7 separate regions of the Mus musculus genome follow, and regions 1, 2, 3, 5, 6 and 7 are each linked to region 4. Evidence: chromatin contacts called from public HiChIP or PLAC-seq and promoter capture Hi-C data. All regions are on one chromosome and are shown on one strand. The core of a region is the stretch at or near the end of the contact, and the rest is flanking DNA. Distances in the headings are between cores, read along the strand shown. Region 1 holds the start of Nkap (NFKB activating protein). Region 2 holds the start of Pgrmc1 (progesterone receptor membrane component 1). Region 3 holds the start of Rnf113a1 (ring finger protein 113A1). Region 4 holds the start of Lamp2 (lysosomal-associated membrane protein 2). Region 5 holds the start of Upf3b (UPF3 regulator of nonsense transcripts homolog B (yeast)). Region 6 holds the start of Ube2a (ubiquitin-conjugating enzyme E2A). Region 7 holds the start of Rpl39 (ribosomal protein L39).

Region 1 (2,700 bases), core at 3-2,502, 1.3 Mb before region 4:
CGGTCCTGAAATCATAAACATACGGTTAATATATGCTCTGAGCAGGTTATTGTAACAGGGCTCTAGACCTTAGTAGGTCCCCAGACCTTAGCACAACTGACTCCATGATGGAAGTACCATTCAGGCTGCAACATTCAGCATGTAGACAGTATCACCTGCCAAAACAAAAGACAAAAGATCAAAGTACATAGTTCTGGGAATATTCCTAAAGGTACTGACCTTCCCTGTTGGCTTCTGTAGTTTCACTTTTGGACATGTTCTTGTTAACTGAAGTATATCAACACAGGACGTGTGTGTGTGTGTGTGTGTGTGTGTGTGTGTGTGTGTGTGTGCGCGCGCAACTTTTTTTTTCGAGACAGGGTTTCTCTGTGTAGCCCTGGTTGTCCTGGAACTCACTCTGTGGACCAGGCTGGCCTTGAACTCAGAAATCCTCCTGCCTCTGCCTCCCAAGTGCTGGGATTAAAGGCATGGGCCACCACCGCCCCGGCGTGTGTGACTTTCTATTGGCTAAAACCCATATCTAAGTAGTCTTCTCTGGTGAAAACATTACAACAGCTATAGTTACAGGTACATGTAATGACAAATAAAGAAAAAGAGGCAATGAGTTTAAAAGAGCAAGAGGAGGCACGCAGGAATGGTTGGAGGTAGAAAGGGGAAAATGACACAATTACATTTCAATTTCAAAAAAATTAAAAACAAAATTAATATTTGAATGCTCTTTTGCCTAAAAATACTTAATACATACAACTATTAATCGTCTACCTTATATTTTGCTGGGCTAGTGTATGATGGACTAGTTGAAGGGGCTTGATAACTTCGTTTTGTGGGACATTTGTAGAGATGGGTGGCTTGAACCTACGTACTAAGATTTTCCTCTGGGTCGCTAAATTAATCGGAGTATAACAGACTGAAGTTATCAGAATGTATGCTTTCTAAGTGAACTGGACAACAATGATCTTAGATTAAAGCTTAACCCTAATCATGATCTTTTGTTTGCTTGGGATTAAAAAAAAAAGAGTGGGAGTGGGGGTTATAATACATACACAGATTCATACGCGCACACTATACAGGCAAAGATCGTCCCACACTAAATAAAGGGAGAATTGGCGGTGTTGCTTATATGGCTACTCAATGAAATACTTGTCTCATTCATCGCAATGTTCTTTCAGGCATCCAGTGCGGTTTAGGTTTCAGAAACCTCACTAGGAACTGGATGAGAGCGTAGCCTCAGTTTCCTGGCCGGCTTCTATATAGAGGTACACAAATCCCTTCCTGTTGGCGGCAAGGACTCTGGGTCCGGGGGAAGGGGTTTACCGCTGTACACGGAACTGTTTCCAAGTTGGTTTTTTTGTTTGTTTGTTTGTTTGCTTGCTTTTTTTCGGATTTGGTCGGCTGCAAGCTCTAGGACCCTAGGTGTCCGGGACCTTTGGGGGTCGCGAGAGCGCCTCCTTGTCCCGCCCCTTGGTAGCTTCAGCTTCCCCCACCATGGCTCCTGTATCGGGCTCGCGTAGCCCTGAACGGGAGGCCTCCGGGGCGAAGCGTCGCAGTCCATCGCGGAGCCCCAAATCCATCAAATCTTCCCGCTCCCCGCGGTGTCGCCGGTCTCGCTCGCGCTCTTGTTCTCGGTTCGGCGACCGGAATGGCCTCAGTCATTCGCTGAGTGGCTTCAGCCAAAGCTCCCGAAACCAATCTTACCGCTCCCGCTCTCGATCGCGCTCTCGCGAACGGCCCTCGGCACAGCGGAGCGCCCCGTTTGCTTCTGCATCCTCGTCCGCCTATTACGGCGGCTACTCGCGTCCCTACGGGGGCGACAAGCCATGGCCTAGCCTGCTGGACAAGGAAAGGGAGGAGAGTCTCCGGCAGAAGTGAGTGAAATCGCCGCACCCTCTCTTGGGTCATTCTGCCTGCCTTTGAGTCCAGCTTGTTCATTGTTTCTGTTTTATTTCGCTTCCCATCCGCCTCGCACCTTTTTCATCTCTTTCTTCAGTTCACCCCGTGACCTTTTTTATTTATCCTTTCTAACTTACATTTTCATTCATCCCTAGACTCCTTCATAAGAGGCCCTGGTTTCCCACTACCTACTTACCCCTACTGGGAAAGTAAGAGGCTATTGTATGCCTTGGTGTCATTATCCGTGCACCTGTCTTTATTCCTCACTAAACGGAAATAGAGGTTTGTGACTTTTATTGATCACAGAATTAGTAGTGCCTGCCTCTTGGTAGGCATGGCAGCTGTTTCTTGTTGCATGAACAAACAGAAAAAATTGAGACAAGAGGATATTTCAGTGGAAACGTTTTGCAGTGAACTGGGAAGTATTGTAATTAAGTATATGTATTGGTTTTGAGGGAAAAGAATAATTAGATGAGGCTATGTTGGGAAAAGTCTTGGCAAGTGGTCTCAGCCGTGTTGACCATGCAAACCAATGTGGGAATGAGATTGGATTTCCTCTAATGGAATTCTTAGTTTAAAAAGACTCACAAATCTTTAGTAGCAACAACTGTGAGACTCTTGAGGCAAGTCAGAACACTCATTCTCATCGACGTAGCAAATTTACGGCCGCCTTGGTCTACATGAGGCCATGCCTCAAGACATATTTAAATTCAAAAGCTGGGCATGCATGATGTCTCACTCCTGTAATCCTAGCGTTCAGGAAGCCGAGGTAGGACTGTCACAAGTAATTCGAGGCCAGCCTGTACTACA
Region 2 (2,839 bases), core at 94-2,593, 1.9 Mb before region 4:
TTTGACAAAAGATCTGGAGGGGCCGGTTTAGCTAATCCTAAATTTAGCTCTGGGGGAAAAAATGTGTGGGCTGGATATAAAGAGTGTTTGACTCATTACACTTTAAGAAGATGGGGGGGGGCAGGGATTACAGCAGTGTTTGCCAAAAGTTTTCAGAATTTAGCCAATTCTCTGCACAAATCTCTTGCATGTAAGTGGTGTACAAACAGGATTGTATGGAAAAGTCGTGCCCTGCTCTGCAGATGTGTGCATGGCTTGGTTTTAATTATTCTCCTTTTTCTTATGTTACCGTTTCCCAATTACAATTTAAGGGGGGGGGCAGCCAGATTAGGTCTCTGAAAAATAGGCACAATCCTTGTTCCATAGAGGCCTGCTCCCGTGCAGCCTGTTTGCACACCAGAAGCCTGGGAATCTAAAAAGATAAAATCTAGGATCCTTCCAAACTCCAGCGTTTATCAGGGGCTGTGCTCAGGGTTACAGTGACTGCCAAGGGTAGTTTCCACAGACTTCAAATAGAAGAATGCTGTCAAGCAACGGAACTTTGAACATTATTCTGGTATTTCTATAGAAAAAAAAGGCTCAACAACAGAATGTCAGTTGTTGATTACTGGTGCCTTGTGACTAAGCATAATTGATGATTTCAAAAAGAAAAAAAAAAACTTTAAGAACAAACGCAAAATCTGGCGATCTGAGCTCCAGATTTTATAGAATTGACAGGCCTGTTACCTGACTGGCTGTCCTTTGGGTGTTAGTCCCACAGCTTTTGGGCAAGAATTGGAGGCGAACCATCCCAAAATGGATGTTCGAATAGTCTAGGACTGTAAGGTGAAAAGGAGTTGAAGGCATGATATTAGAGTATCCCAAAACAGCTACCTGGCTCTAAGGGTATGGCCCAGGGGAGAGAGTATAAGGGGCTTTAAAATAGAAGCGAAGCAAGAGAAATGCGACCTCATTTTAACTGACGTCATTTGCCGCGAGGAGCGGGCCCTAAAGTCAAGGCTTCCCCACAGGGTCAGCGGGAAGCTACCCACTGTACCCAAGAGACTGAGCTGTGTGTCTGCGAGCTGCACTATGATCTGAGGGTGCCCGGAAACCGGGGCAGAGGCCCAGCAGGTAGAACAGAGAGGTGGGCTGGGCTCGGTGGCCCTGGTTGACGGAGCGGTTGAGGGAGAAAGACCAAGACCCCCGAGGCTACATAGGGGGCCCGAAGCAGAGGCCGAACCAGGCCCAGCTTGCCCGAGCCAGCCCGAGCAGGGCGGGGCGCTTAGGTGGCCGCGAAGGGCGGGGGCTTATAGGCTCCGCCCCCGGAGCCCCGCCCCTCCCGAGCTTTTCTTCCTCTGTCAAAGAACGCTGCGCGCCACTGTTCGCTGGGAGGGCGGAGGAAGCGGACTGTTCCGGAGCTCTGCCTAGCCGGGCCCAACCTTTGCTCCAGAGATCATGGCTGCCGAGGATGTGGTGGCGACTGGCGCCGACCCGAGCGAGCTAGAGGGCGGCGGGCTGCTGCACGAGATTTTCACGTCTCCTCTCAACCTGCTCCTCCTGGGCCTCTGCATCTTCCTGCTCTACAAGATCGTTCGCGGGGACCAGCCCGGTGCCAGTGGCGACAACGACGACGACGAACCACCCCCGCTGCCCCGCCTCAAGCGGCGCGACTTCACCCCTGCCGAGCTGAGGCGTTTCGATGGCGTCCAGGACCCGCGCATTCTCATGGCCATCAACGGCAAGGTGTTCGACGTGACCAAAGGCCGCAAGTTCTACGGGCCTGGTACGGAGGCAGGGCCAGGGGGTCGTGGAGACAAAAGAGGGGACCCTGGCGTGGAAGCGGGGCGGGAGAGAGGCCGGGGGAGGTGGGGCGCCCCCGTGGGAGGGTCGGAGGGAAGGCGGGCAGCAATGGGAGCGGGCCGGGGGCACGAGGCTCTGGGTGGGTGGGGGTGCGTACGGGGGGATGGGATGCCCGAATGAGGCTGAGCCTTGGAAACCGCGGGTGGGAGGGACAGCGAGGTCCGAAGCCCCGGGATATTAGGGAACTTTTCGAAGGTAGTGGGCTTTGGGGCGGGGGTCCTGAAAAGAGGGGGAGACTTCGGATTTGAGGGGAAAAAATGAAGGTGTCTCCAGAGAGGCCCAGACACTTGAGAAGACGTGGAGGCCGATGACGCCGGAGGAGCCATGGTGGAATGTAAGGGTGTGTAAAGAGAGAAAGTGGAGAAGGGGATTAGTGTCAGGTAAAGCAGCATTGTTCCTGGCGGAGAATGTGTGTGTGTGTGTGTGTGTGTGTGTGTGTGTGTGTACACTGTGTGCATGCGCAGTGAATGTGTGTTTGGTGTACACCGTTTGTCTGGGGGGTGGCGCTTGGAATGTGACATGTGTTAGGTATGTCTTTGGTATGTGTATGTGCGTGCAGAGTGGGGTGGACTCAGGCTGGATGATGAATAAGCGACCAAGCTTGGTTGGATGCATTAAGAGCAGTGTGTGGTGGACTATGGTAACATGGTGAGATGGTCAGAAACACCATATTTAGTGTATGATAGAGTGGGGAGACTGGGAGGTGGAAAAAATAAAATGAAATGAAACGGGGGTGGGAGGGAGGAGTGGAAGGGTCCTGAGAAACAATAGGGTAAGGCTGTGAAGCCCGATGGGTGGGGGGATTTCAGGAAAAGCCAACCAAGGGGAAAACAAGAGATGGACAACTCCCCAGAAATGAGGCTTTTCCAAACTGGATTGCCTATCACAATCACCTGATGCTTATGAAAAATACAGATTCTTGGCCTGACCATCCATAGCCACACTTAGATCTCTGGGGCAGGGGAGAGGGCTAAAAAGATCTACATTTTACTCCTCT
Region 3 (2,700 bases), core at 60-2,559, 1.3 Mb before region 4:
ATCGCGTTCCATCAGATACCACTGGTACTGAACACGAGCAACTCGTTTTTCCTTTAAATAAAGGACAAGGCAGTTTATAAATATAAGTGACCCAGTAAAAAGATATACCCCACAATTTTTCTTAAATGACATACTAGAGGCTGAAGAGATAGCTCAGAGGGGAAGGGTACCTGCCTGCTATTCTTGGGTGCTCAACTGGCTTCCCAGCACCAAGTTGGTTGGATTTTATTTGGGGGGGGGAGGGGTCATAACTGCAAGTCCAGGAGAGATTCAATACCCTCTTCTACTCTTCATGGGTGCACACAGACAGCAGCAGACACATACATAGATAGTAAATCTTGACAAAGTTAAAACAAAAGCTAAATGACTAATACAAAGCCAAAATCTCCTAAATGAAACCAGACCATGATGGCAACTGACTTCTCAGCCTTCTCCCTTTTTGAGTTGGGGGAGGGGACCAACACCACTGATTTTTTTCCTTTATCCTCCTCCCCCTCTCAACTACTTCTTTTTTTTTTTTTTTTTTTTTGAGACGGGGCTTCACTGTAGTAGTACCAGCTTTCCTGGACTTGACTGCTCTTTGCTCCTGCAGTGGACTGGATTCGTGGCACCCACTTCTGCTGCCTCCTAGCCTCCTTTAACTACTAGTTCCAAGAGACCCGGGGACCTCTCTTGATCTCCGCGGGCTCCTGCACTCAAAGGCACAAATACATCCACCAAAATCAATTAAACAGTGTCCGCAAGGAGATGAACGATGGGAAGGAGCGGGGACATGACTAACACCTTTCTCCCTCTGCCTAGGAACCAGGGCCCAACTCTTGTCATCTACCTTGCTAACTGCCGAATAGATTTTGCCTTTTGGGCCACTCCTCCTCAGCCCTCAAACTGGCTATGTTTTACTAAAGTTAAAAGGTGGAATCCCAAGTCTCCGCGTTCAGGCAACATTAAGAGGAGGATCCCCCTTAGATGGCTTCTTCTTCACAGAGCGAAGGCGCATCCAAACGGCCACCGTCCCCCACCATAAATGGCCCCCGTCCCCCACCGTCCCCCACCCGCGGCCGAGTCGGCCGCCTTACCTTGCCCCCGTTGGTGAATTTGTGGATGTACGCAGTGGACACCCCGGGGATGACCAAGCACACCCCCATAATGGCGAGGCCAGGGAGAATCTCGAACCACATCTCCGCACCGTTACTCGCACGCCAACCCGTCACCGGCTCCTCAGAGGTGACCCGGCTTTACCTCTCTTCCGGCAGCACGCGGGAGGGGCGGTGCCCCGTACGGCTCCGGAGGAGGAAGCGACGGTGGCTGTGGGGGCCCAAAAGTGACTGGCGTTCGCGGTCCAGCAAGCGTTCCCGGACAGGATTCTTTCTGTCGTCCTACTCCTCCTATCTGATCCGCTGCATCAGAGACCACCACGGAGTGTGACGACGCGAAGCGGTCCCGGACGTCGCGGCAGTTTCAGAACTTGGGGATCTCTAAATGGCGGAGCAACTTTCTCCCGGGAATTCTACCCGTCAGGTGTGCACGTTCCTCTTCAAAAAGCCTGGGCGGAAAGGAGCGGCGGGCCGCCGAAAGCGCCGGCTCTGTGATGCAGGCTCCGGGGACAGCTGCAGCAGCAGTGATGAAGGCAGCTCTGTGGTCCGCCCGGAGAAGAAGCAAGCGACCCACAATCCGATGATCCAGAAGACGCGTGGCAGCGCTAAACAGAAGGCAACCTATGGCGGCTTGAGTAGCGAGGACGAGAATGAACCGGAGGGTCTCGGCGTCGTCTACAAGTCTACCCGTTCGGCAAAACCCGTGGGGCCCGAGGATATGGGGGCGACCGCCGTCTACGAACTGGACACTGAGAAGGATCGAGATGCACAGTCCATCTTTGAGCGGAGCCAGAAGATCCAGGAGGAGCTGAGGGGCAAGGAAGATGACAAGATCTATCGGGGAATCAATAATTATCAGAAGTACGTGAAGCCCAAGGATACATCCATGGGCAATGCTTCCTCCGGGATGGTGAGGAAAGGCCCTATCCGAGCTCCTGAGCATCTACGTGCCACCGTGCGCTGGGATTACCAGCCCGATATCTGTAAGGACTACAAGGAGACTGGTTTCTGCGGCTTCGGGGACAGCTGCAAATTCCTCCATGATCGTTCAGATTACAAGCACGGGTGGCAGATCGAACGTGAGCTTGATGAGGGTCGCTATGGTGTCTATGAGGACGAAAACTACGAAGTGGGAAGCGATGATGAGGAAATACCATTCAAGTGTTTCATCTGTCGCCAGACCTTCCAAAATCCAGTTGTCACCAAGTGTAGGCATTATTTCTGCGAGCGCTGTGCATTGCAGCATTTCCGTACCACCTCACGCTGCTATGTCTGTGACCAGCAGACCAATGGCGTCTTTAATCCAGCCAAAGAACTGATTGCTAAACTGGGAAAGCATCGAGCTGAAGCAGAGGGTGGTGTTTCTGATTCTCTAGAAGACATAGAGGAGAGTCCAGTTTCCATTATTTAGACTTTCCATAATTCTCAGTCTCAAAATAAATGTTTTGTTGTTTCTTAAAATCTTTTCTTTCTTTCTTTCTAAAGGGAAGTGGCAGAGAAGGTAGGCGATGGAGTAGGGCTCCAGAGGAAAAGCTTCAAGATAGGTATTATCTGGAATTCTAGACCTGAAATAACTTCCATGACTATAGCATAGGTCATGTGGATG
Region 4 (2,700 bases), core at 142-2,641:
AAATCAGGTCAGGAGGACACTGGGATCAAAGTTCAAGCCTAGGCTGTTATGGACTCTCAAGTCTATTGGGACAGATCACAAACAACCAACATTATTAACCCAGCAACTCTTCCCACCACTTTAAAACCACGACTAAGCTGACCTGTAGTGAGGAAAAAAAAGAAGCAGAAAAAAAAAAAAATCCAAGCGGTTGTGAAGAAAATGGATTGAATATACAAAGCTCAGATACACAATTACCATCTTGGAAGCTCCCCGGCTTTAGCATCTAGGGGTATTTCTGTCCGGTGTCTGGCTGGGAGGAAGTAGCGAAAGTTATTCGAGAAAAACAAACAAAGCAACAAAAATCAAGCAAACCAACAACAATAACAAAAAAAAAAAAAAAAACAAAACGAAACAAAAAAACCGAGATCCTCACCACCTTTAAGTCAGATACTCACCCCCCACCAAAGTTATCAACTCATCCCTTTAGTCTCCAGAGGTTGGATATAACTTTTCTTTCCGGAAGTTACTCCAGCCCCAGTCACTATATGTATATGTATGTACGTGTGTGTGTATCCCTTCACTCTCAAAACTCCAAGGCCATTCCTTAGCTCTTCAATCACTGCTTCTCCCAGCCTCAAGTCCTACCTACAAAGCTCCCAAAACGGTGTCTCTGTCCCTTGGGCCCTACTGTCCTATCTACCTACCCCCCTATGCCCTCCCCCTCCCCAATAATTTCACGAGGGTACAGCGCCTTCCGTTCCAAATTCATTTCTCGCTCTACACTTTTTTTTCACCATCTTTAAAACTCTCCCCTGATCCAGGAAACCAAGCCTCCCCGGTGTCTGCTCCCCGACTCTTTTTCCAAGTTGCTCTCTCTAGCCCAGAGGTCTAGAACTCTGCGCTCCTCTTGCCTAATCCCTTGACGTCGTCCTCCCTCGTCCCCTTACTTGCCCCGCTGTTACTCTCAGAGGCCCTCCTGGCGGGCCATCCCACGGCCAGGCCTTCCTCCAGGTCGTGTGTCCCCCCCTCCCGGCCCCCCCGCGTCCCCCCTCCGCCGCCGCCTCGGGCCGCCGCCGCCCAGTGTCAGCTGTTCGGTCTCTCAAAGCCTTCTCAAAGACCAGTCTTTCAGGTTGTGGCCTTTGAAACTCCCCGATCCCCCGGGCCCGGCTCAAAGACACCAGAGGGCCCGAAAACTCACCTAGGAACAGAAAGATCAGGATGAGCTTTGCGCCTTTAACCGGAGAGAGGCACATCGTGATCCCTCAGGCCAGGCGACCACCGGACCGACAATTCCAACGAATCCCCTCGCAGCCCTGCGGAAGCGAAAGCACGAGAGACCACCGACCGAGGCACCCAGGCACCGCAAAAGCCTGGACTCGCCGCTTCAGCTGGAGTCATAAGACCAGGGGCGGGGTTCTTTATTCCTTTCAGCCAATCAGCATGCTTAGAAACTGAGAGGGAGGCGGTGATGTCCGGGCAGGAGGGCGGCGTGGCCACGCCCTGGCTTTTTGGTTCACAGCCATTATTAAACTAGAAAGAGTTGTGCGAGGAGGGCATTTTTTTAAGGCTAGCAGGAAAGGAGGAACTTTGATGCTTGTAGACAGTGGGTTATTTCTATTCTAGGTCCTTGAGAACAAACAGCATCATTTTTTCTGGCAACAAAACGGCTGCTAGGCCTCTCAAGATATATATGTATGTAAATTTATATATGAAAATATATGTAAAAAATAATACACGATTATTCAAGTATAGAGACCACCTACACAGTTTATACTATAGGTGGATAGGGAAGCTAGGGGGTATGGAGTCATTAACGACCAGATCAGACCATGCTCTTGAAGTTCAAAGTTATAACACTCTCTTTCCTTGATGGGGAAATTGAAGTCAGAAAGAGGAAGCATATTTTTAAATAGAGGAAGAAAAAAAGAGAGAGAAATAAGAATAGAAGGAAATCAAGATCACTCCCATTACTACCCAGAGACACTCTTTACAAAATACATAAACTCCCAGATATTTTTCTATCTGGAATACAAATACAGTTAATGTTCTCTAATGAGTTCATACTAACCCGTATTCTGTACGCTTGCCAAGTGAACAGTAAACAAACATGTCTCAAAACAACAGAGGAAAACAACATTAACGTAAAACTCCAGAGTTGGAATAAAGCAATGACCTTCAAATGTTGCTTCCCAAAACACACACACTCACACACACACACACACACACACACACACTCTTCTCAGGGATTTTGGAAGTAGTTTTTGTTTTGTTTATTTTACCTGATGATGCCTTAGAGACTCTGAAACAAATGCCCTTTTTCCTACAAGCTTACTGTTTGTTTGAGGTTTAATCCTCACTAAGTTGCCTAATAGTTTGACCTTACACTTAAAGTATAGCTGTAGTTCAGGTGGCACTTGAACATATGATTCCTCTGCCTCGGCATGCCTAGTAGCTTGGATTGCAGGGTTTCTCCTCCCATCCTGTCTTATTCCTTTACTAAACAAACACCTGGGGTGATTCTGATGCTGAGGCCCATGAACTGCACTTAGAAAAGTACTAAAAGCCGTGGTGGCGCATGCCTTTAATCCCAGCACTCCAGAGGCAGAGGTAGGCAGATCTCTGTGAGTTTGAGGTCAGCCTGTTCTACAGAGCAAGTTTCAGGACAGCCAGGTTCTGTTTGCACAGAGAAACCCTGTTTCAAAACAAACAAACAAATAA
Region 5 (2,700 bases), core at 148-2,647, 1.3 Mb before region 4:
AAGGAATACATAGCCATCAAATCGGTCCCTGAATAAAAGAATGTCTTCTTGGTTTTTAAAGTTGATATATGCTCTGGCATACATATGAGGATAAAGGCTGTAGAGACGGAAAGCAATTACGTGACTATGGTTTCAGGTGTCTGACTGAATTGCAAACACATACACATTAAAGACACTAGCCCAAAAAGCGAAAAGGAGGGTAAAATATTAATTTTTTTTTTACCTAGTATCATTAGAAAAAAACTCAAAATAATCGTGCTCAGGCATAGGTTGAAGATGTTCCTGAAGCTGTTCCTTGGTCAAAGTGGGAGGTAATCTTCGAATTACCACCTTAGGAAACAAACGAGGAAAGGAAAATCAGTACATAGCAGCCAACTTTCTGGCATACCAGAATCATGGCTTCTGATAATCGGCTCTAAAATACAGACACTTACAAAAACACCGAACATATTCTCCTGCAATCCAATGCTATGAATTACTCAAAGGTATGGATAACGCGGGTTTATACAAACTCCTGGAAGTGACAACTGTCTGGGGCAAGGAAAATCCCAGGTTCTGTTCTTAAATGGAGTTTAAAACCCATTTTGAACGAATTCTGGTCTTTTGTCGGTGTCGCGACATTGTCTCTCTCACCGGTCTAAAATGCGCTAAATGAACTCCCTTCCCCATTCTGTGTACCACGGAAATCCTTTACCCATCGCCCTCCATCTGTCTGCTCCTCCAGGTTGGTCATCAATCCTCTTAATGTGCTCCCCCAACTCGCTTGCATTAACACGTACTTCACAATTACTCCCACCCCTAACCCCTGGTGTGGCAAGGTCTATTTAGCAATTCAAGCCAATTAAAGTTCCCCTATCTTTCCTGCTGCTCCCCTCTCTCATAACTACCCCACCGTCGCAGCTCTGAACTAACCTTTTCTCATCTGGGAACCCTCCTTTTCCCTCACCCCCACCCTCCATCCCCCCATTTCGGGGGCTTTATCAGAACCTGCTAATCCCATTTCCACCAGTGCGTGAGACAGTGCGAAGCAATTTCCATTCAGTTAGAAACAGAAGAGTTACCCGGGAGAGGAAGAGAGCAGCCCCATTCCCAGCCATGCTCCCCAGTCCGTGGACATGTCCCGCCCTCTTGTGCCACCACCCGATAGGCACCTTGCTCAAAGCTTCTTTCTTGTCCCTGTTGCGATCCTGCCTATCGTCCCCTTTGGCGCCTTCGGCAGTAGCGCCAATACAGCCGCCTGTGGCGCCCTGCGGCGTAAACAGGGTCACTCGTTTCTCCTTAGGCCTATGATCTTTTTCTTCCTTCATGGCCACGGTTACGCTCTTTAGAGCGGTGGCACAGCTGCTAAGCCGTTACGCCGGGCACCTACGACTCTCCGGGAGAGACCTCAGGAGCTCCGCCCCTAACAAATAGCCCTAGTGATAAGCAGAGCCCTGCGTTCCATTGGGCTCCCGGAGATCTCGCGAGAGTTTAAGGCCCTCGGTTTCACTCGGGGTTAGGGTTTTAATACCTGACCTTTACTTCCCGCCTGCCGAAGTCCCCATGCTGCCCAATCCCCTAGCGGCCCAGATTCCCTCGGGGCCCGCCCCTTAGCGCGTCATTAGCAACTCCGCCATCTTGTCTAGAAACGACTCGTTTCTGGACTACAACTCCCAGCATGCAAAGCAGCTGCCCGTTTAGGATTAGAAATGTGGGAATCATCCAGATTTTTAGTATATGTGATCATTTGATCTTAAAAATTTAGTGATTCTTTTTCAGATAAAAATACCATAAACATCTTAAGTATATATGATCCCTTAATCTTTTTGTTTGTTTGTTTTGTTTTTTTGAGACAGGGTTTCTCTGTGTAGCCCTGGCTGTCCTGGAACCCACTCTGTAGACTAGGCTGGTCTAGACCTCAGAAATCCACCTGCCTCTGCCTCCCGGAGTGCTGGGATTAAAGACGTGCGCCACCACTGCCCCGCTATGATCCCTTAATCTTAAAAGTTTAGTGCTTTTCTTTTTCAGATAAAAAATACCCACAAGGTTTTATGCCACGTGAGCCTATAATTGCAGCACTGGGGAATCTGAAAGAGAAGGATCAAGACAAATTCAAAGTGTGGTCTAAATAGCAACTTTCAGGCAAATTAGTGCTAGATAGTGGAACCGTACGTATATCAACCAAACAACCATCAGGTAAATAAACAGATAAGGAAAAGCTATTTAAAACTGAAGTATACTTTCAGAGGCATTAGGATTTACACATGCTCAAGAAACACACAAGATACTAATTTCAATGAATTATAACCAAAATGTATTACATTTGTTTTCACCACCTTTCTTTCTTTTCCAAATTAAAGAATTCTCTCCCAACACTGTTATCCAACAAGATGGGGAAAGGAAAATATCCAACTTGATTCTGTTCACTTTCTTCACTTTGAAAAAGGTCAAATACCCATTAACAGTTGAATGGACAAGCAAGATGTGATACATTCACAGAATGAAGTACAATGCCTTAGTAGTTGGTACATGCCATAAATTTGAGCAATAAAACGGACTCTTTAACCAGGTGTGGTAGCGTGTTCTGTAGTCCCTGCTTTGGGGAAGCTGAGTCAGGAGGGTCATGAAATACCCAACAAGATGTTTTCTGTAGAAGGAAAGAGGGAGGAAATGAAGAAAGGAAGAGAAGAATAAAGCATTTTGCTGGTGTGTCTGTCTGAA
Region 6 (2,700 bases), core at 127-2,626, 1.6 Mb before region 4:
GTGCGCCCTGCCTCTCCTTGCCGCCTCCGGTCCTTCCAATACTCTCCAGCTGGATAAGCTCATACCTCAGACTCTTCTAAACTAGCTGCTTGGCTTGCTGAATTACCAAGGGGAAATGTGGTTCCAGAGACAAATTGTGAGTACCCATAGAGATTGTAAAAAGTCTATTTTCCCTGGGAGAAGCTCTCATTTCTTTTTTTTCTTTCTTTCTTTCTTTTCTTTTCTTTCTTTTTTTTTTTTTCCGACACAGGGTTTCTCTGTGTAGCCCTGGCTGTCCTGGAACTCACTTTGTAGACCAGGCTGGCCTCGAACTCAGAAATCCGCCTGCCTCTGCCTCCCGAGTGCTGGGATTAAAGGCGTGCGCCACCACGGCGAAGCTCTCATTTCTGCCACTGCCCCCCAACATCATTTCATTCAGTCCTAGGGTTAAAAGTTGGGTTTGAATTGTGCACCCTCATCTCAAAGAAGATGGACCCAAAGTCCATTTTCATACTCAAGAGCTATTTATTTATTTATTTATTTATTTATATTACTTTCCCCATGACTTTAAGCAGTTACCCCAGCCTCTCGTGTCTACAGGACTGTGACCCTAACATCCTTGCCTTTGGAGAACTGCTTTGCCTGTGCCAAGTCTTTCCTCCACTCTTTTCTTTCAACTAATCTTCTCGCCTCTTTCCCCGACCCTAAACAGTAGTTGGCAGTTTAATAATTCATTCTTTGTCAAAACAGAAGAAAGGTTAAAGACATATTCCTGGCAGGCTGAGGTGACCTCCAAGTCCAGCCTCTGGGATTCACAGTGAGTCTGAGTTAGCCTGTGTTACATTAGATACTACAAGAGACCAACCCTACAATCAATCAGCCAATCAATCAATCAACAAATAAGTGGAGGAAGAAGGGGGAACCAATAACAAAACAAGAAGTAATTAAAAGACTGGCATGGTGGTGCACTCTTGTAATCCCAGCATTTGGGAGGTGAAAGCAGGAGAGTCAGGAGTTCAAAATCATGCTCAACGACACAGTGAGTTCGAGGTTCTCTGGCCTATAGGAGACTCTGTCTCAACAGAGGGGGAAAAAAGATAGAAAAAGAGCCCCTCCTTCCCGAAAAAAAGTAAGTACCTATAAAAAGAAAACTTCGCAGGGGTTCCTCTTCAAGTCAGCAAGTGGGGCCCGCGCTGCTCCCTGTTAAATCACCGGGACTTGAAGGTTTCCTTTGCTTCCCGCCTAGCCTTTTCCCCCAGGGAACTTGGCCACCTCCTCCCTTAGGTCCAGGGCCAGGGCTCTCAGGTGGGACGTGATTGACAGGTCAACTTTGGCTCTCCCCGCCCCGTGGCCGCCTTGGTACGGTCCGCCGGGCGTAAGGCGTTCCCCGCACCCCCCCGCGCGTTCTCCCCAGGTTGGTTCGGCCCCCGTCTACTCTGGGGTGGTGCTTAGCCGGCGCCAGACCGACCCTCGGCTCCGGAGCGGCAGTGCCGTCCCTCTCGGCGCCTCCTCGGCTTCTCCGGCTTCCTCGGCTTCCTCGGGGACCGCGGACCCTGGTATATGCCCGACTGCTGAGCCCGCTAAAGCCATGTCGACCCCGGCCCGGCGCCGCCTCATGAGGGACTTCAAGAGGTAACCCGCGTCCGCGAGGGCCAGGCGCTCGAGGGGGCGGCCTGCCTGCCCGCCTGCCTGCCTGCCTGCCGGGGGGCACAGGGCGGAGCCCGAAGCGGAGCGGCTCCGGGTGTGATGGGGAGGGGGATCCCGGCGGCGAATCGCGGGGCTGAGGGCAGCCGCTGTGTGTCTGTTTCTGAAGGTTACAGGAAGATCCTCCGGCCGGAGTGAGCGGGGCTCCGTCGGAGAACAACATAATGGTTTGGAATGCGGTCATTTTTGGGTGAGTCTGCGGGCCGGCTCTCGCCGGCGACCGGGGCAGGGAGGACCGGGGCCGGCCCCTAGACGAGCCGCGCATGGGGGGAAAGGGGAAGAGAGTTGGGGTTGCTTGGGCCTAGGCGCCTCCCCGGAGCCTCTGCCTCGATTAGCTGCCTTCTCTCTGCTAGGGGAACTCTTTGGGGTTCTTGGTGGCGAGGGGCAGCGGAGGCTGCGGCGGCCTGCGCCGCCTTTTCCTAACCCGGGACAGCGGTGCGGGACGGACCAGGCGGCAGGGATGGGAAACCTTGACAGAGCCGCCGCCTCTGAGGCTGCGGGGAGGCGGGGACCCTCTGAGCCGGCACTAACGGGCTCTTGTTTTTGTTTTTATTCTGTGTTGCAGGCCCGAAGGGACCCCGTTTGAGGATGGTAAGAGAGTTTCTTAGCCCACCTTTCAGGAGCCTACTCTTCAGGGGAAAGGGGGTCCCGGGTATCAGCAAGCGCCCCCCACTTAAAGAAGCGGCTTTGCCCCTGCCACCTCTGACCACCAAAGGCTCAAGTGAAATTCAGTGTGTGGCGGATTGTTCTGGCTAGACCTAGGCTTAATCAAAACTTCACTTTTTCCGTTCGTTTGTGTCGTCTCCCCCCCCCCCCGTTTAATCCATCCTGGGTGAAAGTAGTCACTTTTTAAAAGAAGTGCCACAGCGCTGGTATTCAGGGTTGTGGAGGTTTGAGCAGCCTTCTTGCTAACTTTAGCCCCCACAGAGATAATGCAGCAGGAAACCAGTTCACCAGCAACCATCTGGTCCACAAAGCGTTCCATCCCCAGGGCAAGAAGTGTGTTCAGCAGTGCTT
Region 7 (2,744 bases), core at 237-2,736, 1.4 Mb before region 4:
GTAAGCTAGTCACTACCAAGGAGCCTCATGACCTGAGCTAGAGCCCCAAGACCCATTTGATGAATGGAGAAGTGTTTCCTCCCAGTTCTCAACCCCGTGCTCCCAACCCAAACAAAAGGAAAAACATTTCAAAAGGGAGTCCCCAGCACACTAATTGACTGGGGTGGACCGTACTTTGCAACTGTGTATCTCCATGCCCAAAGTTACTTAAAACATAACGATTTCCAAGCCGGACAAGAGAAGGCTTACCTGATTTTGTTACCAGTTTTCATCCGGATCCACTGAGGAATAGGGCGATTTTGCTTTTGTTTCTTGGCCAGGAATCGCTTGATTCGGAAAGTCTTGTGAGAAGACTACGAGGAGATGCAACCAGCTTAGTGACACCACAGCCTAGTCTCTTGATTCAGTCACAAATTCCAACAAACTAACATCAGGCCTGCAGAACATACACCCAGGAAAAGCTCCCCGACCTCGAACCACCAAGTCCTTTATCCTCATCACTTCTCTGGAGGAAGAGTTAATGGCTTAAACATGGCTCATAATCAGCACCAAGTTTCTAAGCCCAGGTCCTGTCTGACCTATAAACTGGCTGTCTGCTGGGCTCCAGCGATGAAACACGGAATAGCTGGAGTAGGAGAGGAAACGGACTTACTGGAACAAGGATGGCTTGAGGTTAGGCAAACCCTGGCCAGTTTTAAGTCAATGACACTAGGTACTGTACTCTGTAAGTCTTATCTACCTCCAAGTGACATTGCTGGCTAACCTAAGATTACGGAGCCCTAGACACTCCGTAGGCAAACACCATTACATAAAAAAATGCAACGAAGGCCAAGCGCACTCGTCCCCCTAGACCAGTTGGAGGTTTTATTTAACAAATTCAGATACTAAACCCACTTTGTACCTAGACGCCCATAAGCATAATCTTGCCAGTAGGCAATGACTGATGCGCTGTTAGCAGACGCCTCCAAGGAGTGACGCGCTAACTTCTGAAGGGATCTCAAAGTTCTGTTAACCCTTACTGTGGACATCTCGCTGTGCAAATGGCGATTCATGCTCTTCGATCAGGGACAATCTAAGAGTGGTCCCAAGCCTCTCGTTCTGCCCCCCCCCCATCATGAAGATCACCGTCAGCCCCAGGCTATATGAAACAAGAATACTTTGCACCCCTTGCCAGGCTGCAGGAAGAGCGTTCTCATCCTGCAAGGGTAAATGGACTTGATAATTTCATGCCGCGCCCACAGGCCGATAGGTGTCCCAGCTCCAAAAACGAACACTAAAACCCTGAAAAATACACCCAGCCCTCAATGCTGCGCATGTCTGCCACAAAGGCACAGCGGTCTGTGGCCTCAGGAAAGCCGCTGAGGGACGGATGGCGGCCGATAGTCTTACCATGGCGAGAAGCCGAATCAAGAATAGCGCGCACGATGGCGGAGGAATGGAGAAGAGAAAGGCCGGGACCGGAAGAACGCGATTAGAAGAAGTCGCTAGAGGCGGAGCTTAGGGGGGGATGGATGACTCGCAGCGTCCTCCCTAGCTCCACCCCTGCGCTCCCATGGGGCCGTGGGAACCCAAACCGGTTTATAGAGAACGTAATTCCGAGGCCTCCGCGTCCATGCCTGTTCCTGCAGGTGATCATCATTGTGCTGAGGGCCACAGCCTTGGTGGCCATGGTAGGTGGCCTTTGAGAAGTAACCAAGTAAACCCTTAGCAAACACCTGGAAACGGAGTAGGCGGGACCAACTCTGAGGAGGGCGGGAAAAGGCCTACATCACTTCCAGAGCTGCAACTCCCCCCGCTTCTGCGAGAGGGGCGGGGCTTAGGGTTGGCGATGCACCCTGGAAGGGAGGAAGATGGGGCTGCAGACATCTTTTAATGACTAACTTCACTATTATAGAGAATCCAAGTTCCATTCACAGCACCCATATCAGGCAGCTTACAACCCTCCAGCTCTAGGGGGTAACATGTCTCTGACTTCCAGGGGCACCTACACTTATGATTTACAGGTACACGTCCCCATGTAAACACACACGGACCCATTATCAATAGTACCTAAAAATACTTGATTAAAAGGGAGGCGGAGCTAGAGAGATGGCTCAGCGGTTACGAGCACCATCTGCTCTTCCCGAGGTCCTGAGTTCAGTTCCCAGCAACCACATGGTGGTTCACAACCATCTGTAGTGAATAACTACAGTGTGCTCATATAAATAAAATAAATATGTAAATCTTAAGAAAAAAAAAAGGCGCCGGAAAGTGGTGGTGCACGCCTTTAATCCCAGCACTTGGGAGGCAGACAGACCTCTGAGTTTGAGACCATCCTGGTTTACTCACACGAGTTCCAGGACAGCCAAAGATACACAGAGAAACTCTGTCTCCGGTGGGGTAAAAATCCCATATACCAGGGCCAGGGGAATCGTTAGTAGATAAAAGCACCAGTTACGCAATCCTGCCAACTTATAGTTCAAGTCCCAAAAAGTGAAGATACAGGGCGTGGTGGCCTACACTTTTAATCTTAGCACTTGAAGCAGAAGGATCAATATCTCTGAGCTCAAGGCCAGCCTAGTCTATATACTGAGCTTCCAGCCAGTCAGGATTACTACATATAGACCCTGTCGCTAAATAAATAAATAAATAAATAAGTACTCCTATGTATCTGCAACCCTAAGATTCCTACCGCACAATAGAAGGTGGAGACAGGAGAGAAAGTCCTGGAAGATTGAGGGCCAGCTAGCCTGGAGTATTTAACA

The links. Promoter capture Hi-C pulls out the DNA fragments that hold promoters and counts their contacts. HiChIP or PLAC-seq counts read pairs in DNA pulled down with a chosen protein or histone mark.
Region 1: a contact with region 4 is called in an H3K4me3 HiChIP or PLAC-seq map of pro-B cells, with 4 times the contacts expected there. The contact joins the promoter of Nkap here to the promoter of Lamp2 in region 4. A contact is called at or near these places in 2 of 39 promoter capture datasets (the C10 cell line and liver) and 1 of 115 datasets of contacts at active chromatin or transcription factors (pro-B cells).
Region 2: a promoter capture Hi-C map of erythroid cells shows a contact between it and region 4, with 53 times the contacts expected there. The contact joins the promoter of Pgrmc1 here to the promoter of Lamp2 in region 4. A contact is called at or near these places in 2 of 39 promoter capture datasets (cranial neural crest and erythroid cells).
Region 3: a promoter capture Hi-C map of hippocampal neurons shows a contact between it and region 4, with 3 times the contacts expected there. The contact joins the promoter of Rnf113a1 here to the promoter of Lamp2 in region 4. A contact is called at or near these places in 2 of 39 promoter capture datasets (cranial neural crest and hippocampal neurons), 1 of 484 Hi-C or Micro-C datasets (CD8 T cells) and 1 of 115 datasets of contacts at active chromatin or transcription factors (astrocytes).
Region 5: a contact with region 4 is called in a promoter capture Hi-C map of erythroid cells, with 4 times the contacts expected there. The contact joins the promoter of Upf3b here to the promoter of Lamp2 in region 4. A contact is called at or near these places in 2 of 39 promoter capture datasets (erythroid cells and liver).
Region 6: a contact with region 4 is called in a promoter capture Hi-C map of erythroid cells, with 17 times the contacts expected there. The contact joins the promoter of Ube2a here to the promoter of Lamp2 in region 4. A contact is called at or near these places in 3 of 39 promoter capture datasets (the HPC-7 cell line, cranial neural crest and erythroid cells).
Region 7: a contact with region 4 is called in a promoter capture Hi-C map of pre-B cells, with 3 times the contacts expected there. The contact joins the promoter of Rpl39 here to the promoter of Lamp2 in region 4. A contact is called at or near these places in 2 of 39 promoter capture datasets (liver and pre-B cells).

What each region holds. Positions count from the first base shown.
Region 1 is chrX:37,125,511-37,128,210 of GRCm38.p6, forward strand. It overlaps Nkap (NFKB activating protein), which reads left to right and starts at 1,253. Exons shown (of 9, transcript NM_025937.4): 1 at 1,253-1,865. The coding sequence starts at 1,486.
Region 2 is chrX:36,596,850-36,599,688 of GRCm38.p6, forward strand. It overlaps Pgrmc1 (progesterone receptor membrane component 1), which reads left to right and starts at 1,344. Exons shown (of 3, transcript NM_016783.4): 1 at 1,344-1,765. The coding sequence starts at 1,438.
Region 3 is chrX:37,189,913-37,192,612 of GRCm38.p6, forward strand. Rnf113a1 (ring finger protein 113A1) reads left to right here and starts at 1,310. Exons shown (of 1, transcript NM_153503.2): 1 at 1,310-2,555. The coding sequence starts at 1,480. The coding sequence ends at 2,505. Ndufa1 (NADH:ubiquinone oxidoreductase subunit A1) reads right to left here and starts at 1,326. Exons shown (of 3, transcript NM_019443.2): 1 at 1,077-1,326; 2 at 1-51. The coding sequence starts at 1,178.
Region 4 is chrX:38,455,069-38,457,768 of GRCm38.p6, forward strand. Lamp2 (lysosomal-associated membrane protein 2) reads right to left here and starts at 1,392. Exons shown (of 9, transcript NM_001017959.2): 1 at 1,181-1,392. The coding sequence starts at 1,235. LOC115489130 (a long non-coding RNA gene) reads right to left here and starts at 1,174. Exons shown (of 2, transcript XR_003953097.1): 1 at 238-1,174.
Region 5 is chrX:37,108,925-37,111,624 of GRCm38.p6, forward strand. Upf3b (UPF3 regulator of nonsense transcripts homolog B (yeast)) reads right to left here and starts at 1,398. Exons shown (of 10, transcript NM_026573.3): 1 at 1,152-1,398; 2 at 224-330; 3 at 1-97. The coding sequence starts at 1,307.
Region 6 is chrX:36,872,919-36,875,618 of GRCm38.p6, forward strand. Ube2a (ubiquitin-conjugating enzyme E2A) reads left to right here and starts at 1,377. Exons shown (of 6, transcript NM_019668.4): 1 at 1,377-1,611; 2 at 1,793-1,873; 3 at 2,249-2,274. The coding sequence starts at 1,568.
Region 7 is chrX:37,083,736-37,086,479 of GRCm38.p6, forward strand. Rpl39 (ribosomal protein L39) reads right to left here and starts at 1,487. Exons shown (of 3, transcript NM_026055.2): 1 at 1,390-1,487; 2 at 250-353. The coding sequence starts at 1,392.